2 separate regions of the Mus musculus genome follow, and region 1 is linked to region 2. The links are chromatin contacts, called in public Micro-C maps. All regions are on one chromosome and are shown on one strand. The core of a region is the stretch at or near the end of the contact, and the rest is flanking DNA. Distances in the headings are between cores, read along the strand shown. Region 1 has its middle 22 kb from the start of Aarsd1. Region 2 holds the start of Vps25 (vacuolar protein sorting 25).

Region 1 (2,800 bases), core at 23-2,522, 140 kb before region 2:
GCCCAAAGTCATATTCTTTTGTTTGCTTGTTTGTTTGTTTGTTTTTTGGTTTTAAGGCATTTATTGTACAAAGGCAGAGAGAGGGAAAGAGTAGGGAAGCAGAGGCCAGCCATGAACACGTGGAGAGAGGGGGGAAGGGAAGGCAGAGAGAGGGGGAACAGGGGAGAAAGAGTAAGAGCAAGAGAGTAAGAGGTAAAAGCCCAAAGTCATATTCTTGCCTGAAGCCTACTTCTTTGTTCTAGCCTAAAATTAGATTCCTGCCCAAGCTTACTTCCTTGTCCTGGCCCAATGTCAAATTTCCACCAAGTGGGCTCCAAAAGCTCTCCACAGCCAGGGTTTCTTCTGGTCTGTCTTTGCACATGAAGAGACCTAAGTACAATGTCAGGTGTCTTCTTCTACCCCTCTCCATCTTATTCCTGTGAGAAAGACTCTTTCTGTCTCAGTCTCTCTCTGAACTGGAAGCTCACTATCTAACGTAGGCCAATGCTCAGTGAACTCCAGGCCCACCTGCCTCCACCTCCCACTGCTGGGGAAACAGGCATGTGCAGCCATGTTTTACATGGGTGTTAGGGATTCGAACTCGGGTCCTCACATCTGTGCAGCAAATGCTCTTACCTTCTAGTCTGTCTTCCTGGGCTCCAGGAATTGATCTTTATGGGGCTCTAAAGGTAAGCCTGTAGTTCTTTCTACCTCTTCCTGAGTCTGCTGTTTTTCCTCCTTGTTTCTGGAACCCTGCTTAACACATAGCATTAAGTGATCCTAACATTCCACTTTTGATGCGTTTGCTCTGGATGTCTTGAAGGTTTCTACTCGGCTTAGAAAGTCTGAAAAAAACCATCATCGTGGCAAAGGTCAGGCCCTTGGCTCCCACTGCTTCCTCTCAGTGTCTGTGTTGTGATCCAAGCGAGTGAGCTCGTCCGGAGTTTTGTACAAAGCTTTGCAGTTTCTTCTGCCCTTACAGCTTCTTGCCCAGATGAGGACCCTTCAGCAATGTCAGTCCCAATAACCCTTCCCTTGTGACAGATAGAACAGCAGAGGGCGCTGGGAGCCTGTGCTTGCCGACGCCTCTGGCAGCGGCAGAGAAGGCTTGGAATGTAGCTCAGTTTGGTACACAGTCTGGCTGATGAAGCTGGACTGGATCCCGTCTCCAAGTTAATTAATGAACTAATTAAATAAGGGGAATAACAAGGATAAAAGAGCCCTTGTCCAGTTAGGCAGGCATGGTTTCCTGGTTCCTAGGATGTAGAACATAAGGGGAGTTCTAAAACACAAGCAGGCAAACAAGAAATGACTTGTAGTCTTCTGGAAACTATGTTCTGTCCCTACCTTCTCCCTCCTCTCCCACTCTGAGTGTGTATGTGTACATGTGCATACGTGTTCCATGTGTGCTGCTACACGTGTGTGCACAGGTCCTCATGCTTGCATGGCAAACGCTTTGTGGACTGAACCATCTCCCAGCCCCTGTCCCTCCCTCTTTCAGTAGGAGTCTTGCTATATTGCCCAGCCTGGCCTTGACTTCCTGGATTCTGCTGTCCTCCTGCCTGGACAACCCAAATAGCCAGGGCGCCAGATGTGTGTTGCTTAGCATGGCATTGTCATTTTTCCTTTTAAGGAGTTCTAGACTTTCCTCAACCTTTATTTTTGGTGCCTGGGCTTCAGTGCCCCTGAGCGTAGGAGCTGCCACAGAGTCATGCTCACACTGCTGATACATGGACATTTTATGCCTTTGCTCCTGCATCTCCAGCATTTAGCGAGCTCAGAGGCCTCAAAATGGTGCCTGCCCCTGAAGCAATTCAGAGGCTGCACTTGACTTCTTGGTTGCCAGTGTTCCTTTGGATTCTTTTGTGTCCATTTGATAGATACTTGTTTGTTTGGAGACAGGGTTTCTCTGTGTAGTCCTGGCTCTCCTGGAATTCACTCTGTAGACCAGGCTGGCCTCGAACTCAGAGATCCATCTGCCTGTTCACTCTCTGCCCCATCCCCCAAGTGCTGGGATTAAAGGCTGTGCCACCACTGCCTGGTTTCTGGGTTCTATTTATTTATTTATCTTTATCTTCTGTCCATTGACTGTATGAAGGTATTTGATTCCCCTGGGACAGGAGTTACAGAGGGTTGTGAGCTGCCATGCGGGTACTGGGAATTGAACTCAGGTCCTCTGGAAGAGCAGCCAGTGCTCTTAACCACTGGCCATGGTTTTTCAAGACAGGGTTTCTCTGTGTAGCCTGGCTGTCCTGGAACTCACTCTGTAGACCAGGCTGGCCTGGAACTCAGAAATCTGCCTGCCTCTGCCTCCCGAGTGCTGGGATTAAAGGCGTGCACCACCACGCCTGGCTCCTGTATGTTCTTTTTTTTTTTTTTTCTCTCTCTTTTTTTTTTCTCTTTTTTTTCCTTTTTTTATTACGTATTTTCTTCAATTACATTTCCAATGCTATCCCAAAAGTCCCCCCCCACCCCACACACACACTGTATGTTCTTTTTAAAGTGAGGTTTGAGTGTTGCCTCTAGTTTTTCAGCTTCTCAAACTCCATCTTCCTCGGACCCTAGATCACATTTTCTCCTCGTCTTCGTACAGCCTCCCAGCTCTTCACTGGGACACAAAGGCAGCAACAAAGGTCCGTGTTTCTGCCTAGTTCCCGTATCCTTTGCTCTATGTAAATTTTCTATATAAGAATCTGGATGTAAGGATTCTGGAGATGGCACTGTCCGATAAAGTGCTTGCCACACAAGCAGGAAGTCCAGAGTTTGGTCCTCATCGTCAGCCTAAAAAGCTGCATATGATAGTGCAGACTCCTGACCCTAG
Region 2 (2,822 bases), core at 194-2,693:
AACCACATGGTGGCTCACAACCATCTGTAATGAGATCTGATGCCCTCTTCTGGTGTGTCTTAAGAGAGCAATGGTGTACTCATATACATGAAATAAATAAATATATCTTTAAACAGACAAACAAACCAACAGGTATCTGAGAACTGAACCCACCTTTCTTTCTCAGTTCTTCTAATACAATCTGAATTGACTCCACAGGAAGTTTCCCTGGCTTAAGGTTAAGGGAATGGCCTACATGTAAATTAGGTTAAATAAAACATTTTCGGAGTTCGGCCCACGATAAAGAATGATCTAGCCCCCTCCTTTCCCTGCCATACATACATGCAATTTTTGAAGAAGATATGTTTGCATTTCCTCAATATTCTGGAAAAGGAGGTAAAAAGAAACTTCCAGTTAGAAGGAAGAACTAGCAAAGTGTGTTACAGGCCTGTAATACCAGCTCTTATGGGATGGACACAGGAGAATCACCAGTCCAAGGCTGGGCTGGGCTATAGAGATCAGGTCTCAAATAAAAGGCAAGAGTTTTAGAAAATAAAGGGTGTTACCCTTTACTTCATTCTCTGTGCCTTTTTCTCCACAAATTTTACCTATGAATCAGAGAGCAAAAATAAATGACCCTCACTTCCTGGGAGAGGTGGGGCAAGTCAAAAAAATTATTAAAGATGGTTTGGGATTTGAGGCTCACAGAGAGGAGATTCAAATAGTTTTAAAGGGTCCAGTGTGTAAAGCTTGGGACTTAAAGACCCCAGCACTCATTAACTAGGGTAAAGGGAGCTTGCACTGCCTGCAAAAGTGCATATAAAATGATTATCTGCCATTTAGTTTTGCTGTTTCCCAAGTCCAGGTTGAATAGAAGCCTGCCTACTGTGGGTAAAGGGAGGTGGGGAGATGCAGTCTGGGCATGTAGAAAAGTGTGGGAGTGCGTGTGTGTGGGGGCTGGGGGTGGGCTATGGAAGAGCCTGAGGGAGGATACGCTGTAGCTTGACGTTGTTGAAAAGCGGGCTCTCCTGGGCTTCCATCACCGTCATGCTGGACTGTTTGTGCAGGCGGCAGAAGGACAGAACCAGAGAGCACCAGGCGGCCAGCTGCTTCTGCCGGGTGTCCACGTTCGGCTGTAACCTGCCGGGCGAAGGGAGCAGGACGAGGAATTAAAGCGTGGAAGAGGGCGGCAGCAGCACCAGCCTAGCAGCACGTTAGGGGGAGACAGTGACGGGCTGGCTGGACAGGAAGGCGGCCGGCAGCTCCCGTCTCCCCCGGAACCCCAAGTGAATCATCAGGGCTGAGCCCTGGGCCCCGGGGACGGGAGGGAGCTACACTGGGCTTCTCAGGGTCTGAGCCTCACGTAAAGAAGGGCGGGAAGCGGTACTGCCACGGCCACTCGAAACTCATCGCCATCGTAGTAGCCCAGAAAACCCGGAACCGACAAGGGGCTTCCGGTCTCCGCCTCAGCATGTCCGGGCTGACAGCACAGCAGAAAGGTTCCGGACTCCTCTCGGGAGGCGCCGCAGTGGGATGGGAACGGTTCTTGTCACCAATCTGCTGCTGTCTAAAGAAAAACTTCAACATGAAGCGCAGGAGTTCTGGGTCTTGTCGCTTAAACAGAGGGAAACGGGGGCGGGGGGGGGGGGGGGGGACGACGACACGTAGTTTCCCTCTGCAAATTGCGAGGTCAGCCGAACGCAAGTTAGAATCCACATCTGGAGGCTTCACCTTCGTGTCGGTTGCCAATTTAAACTCATGATGCCGAAATTTCCTGCATTCCCACCCAGGTTGACTTCACTCTTAAATTTCCTGTAGGATCATGGGAGCATATTGTGTGGTTTGCATCGCTATACGCGATTTTCAAAGAATCAAAACTTATTGCTTTTTTCAAAGAATCAAAACTAACGTTTAGCTCTTAACCTCTTCCTTTCTAGACCCCAGACTTGGAATCCCTTTGGCTTCATCTGACTCATACCCAGCCTACACTAGTCAGATCTGTCCCTTTGCCTGCCTAAACTACGGGTCAGTTCCCAAACCAGAATTACTGTTTCCATTCTCCCAACAGTACTTCCACTGCTGAGCTGTGGAAAATTGCTGAAGACCAACCAGAACATGTTTACTGAGTCCCGGGCTCGCTGACTAATCTCACTACTGGACTCTCAGGGGAGCCTTGTTGGATCTAGAAATACAAGTTTGGGAGTCTTCTGACCTGACATGCAATATGAACCCATTTAAGGGATAAGAGCACTAAACAAAAGGTGTATTGAAAAGAAGGCTGACCTTGGGCTGCTAGGAGATGCTCACCTTTAAAGAGCGAGAAGAAGCTGGGCTGTTTTCATTGATTCCCTGTTATCCTCATTCAAAATAGTCCGCCTGTGTCTATCTTTCTGTTCCCTGAAGAATTATTGTGAGAATCCCTTAATCTCTCTCTGTCACAATGTTTAATTCATAGCTCCAAAGCTCCTCCCCATTTTTTCTTCCTTTGCCTTTTGAACTCAAAACTGCCATTCTTCCTTTACAAGTAACGTGTTGCCTCAATTTTTCAATTTCTTTCCGGATATCACTATCATCATGCCTCCCTCCCTTTCTGTGTAGCTCACTTTATTTCTATTTAAAAGTAATGTTAGGGCTGGTGAGATGGCTCAGCAGGTAAAGAGCACTGACTGCTCTTCTGAAGGTCCTGAGTTCAAATCCCAGCAGCCACATGGTGGCTCACAATCACTCGTAATGAGATCTGACGCCCTCTTCTGGTGTGTCTGAAGACAGCTACAGTGTACTCATATACATACATAAACAAATAAATCTTAAAAGAAAAAAAAAATGTTAGCTGAGCACACCTT

The links. Hi-C and Micro-C count contacts between places; a contact is called where the count stands out from the background.
Region 1: a Micro-C map of brown adipocytes shows a contact between it and region 2, with 7 times the contacts expected there. The contact joins the enhancer-like site here to the promoter of Vps25 in region 2. A contact is called at or near these places in 14 of 39 promoter capture datasets (the 3T3-L1 cell line, the C10 cell line, cranial neural crest and 7 more), 4 of 15 datasets of contacts at CTCF or cohesin (the NIH/3T3 cell line, large pre-B cells and pro-B cells), 13 of 484 Hi-C or Micro-C datasets (Kupffer cells, the N1E-115 cell line, bone marrow-derived macrophages and 7 more), 6 of 115 datasets of contacts at active chromatin or transcription factors (acute myeloid leukemia, bone marrow-derived macrophages, embryonic forebrain and 3 more) and 2 of 9 other capture datasets (adipose tissue and pancreatic islet).

Annotation. Positions count from the first base shown.
Region 1 is chr11:101,393,588-101,396,387 of GRCm38.p6, reverse strand. No RefSeq gene overlaps it. Among named protein-coding and RNA genes, the nearest start is that of Aarsd1, 22 kb to the left of the region's middle. Within about 2 kb of position 1,272, at least 12 of the 459 cell types and tissues checked have an H3K27ac peak or open chromatin away from gene starts, as enhancers often do. A contact at or near this core is called in adipose tissue and brown adipocytes, where this site is marked.
Region 2 is chr11:101,252,328-101,255,149 of GRCm38.p6, reverse strand. It overlaps Vps25 (vacuolar protein sorting 25), which reads right to left and starts at 1,443. Exons shown (of 6, transcript NM_026776.5): 1 at 1,343-1,443; 2 at 974-1,119; 3 at 154-207. The coding sequence starts at 1,395.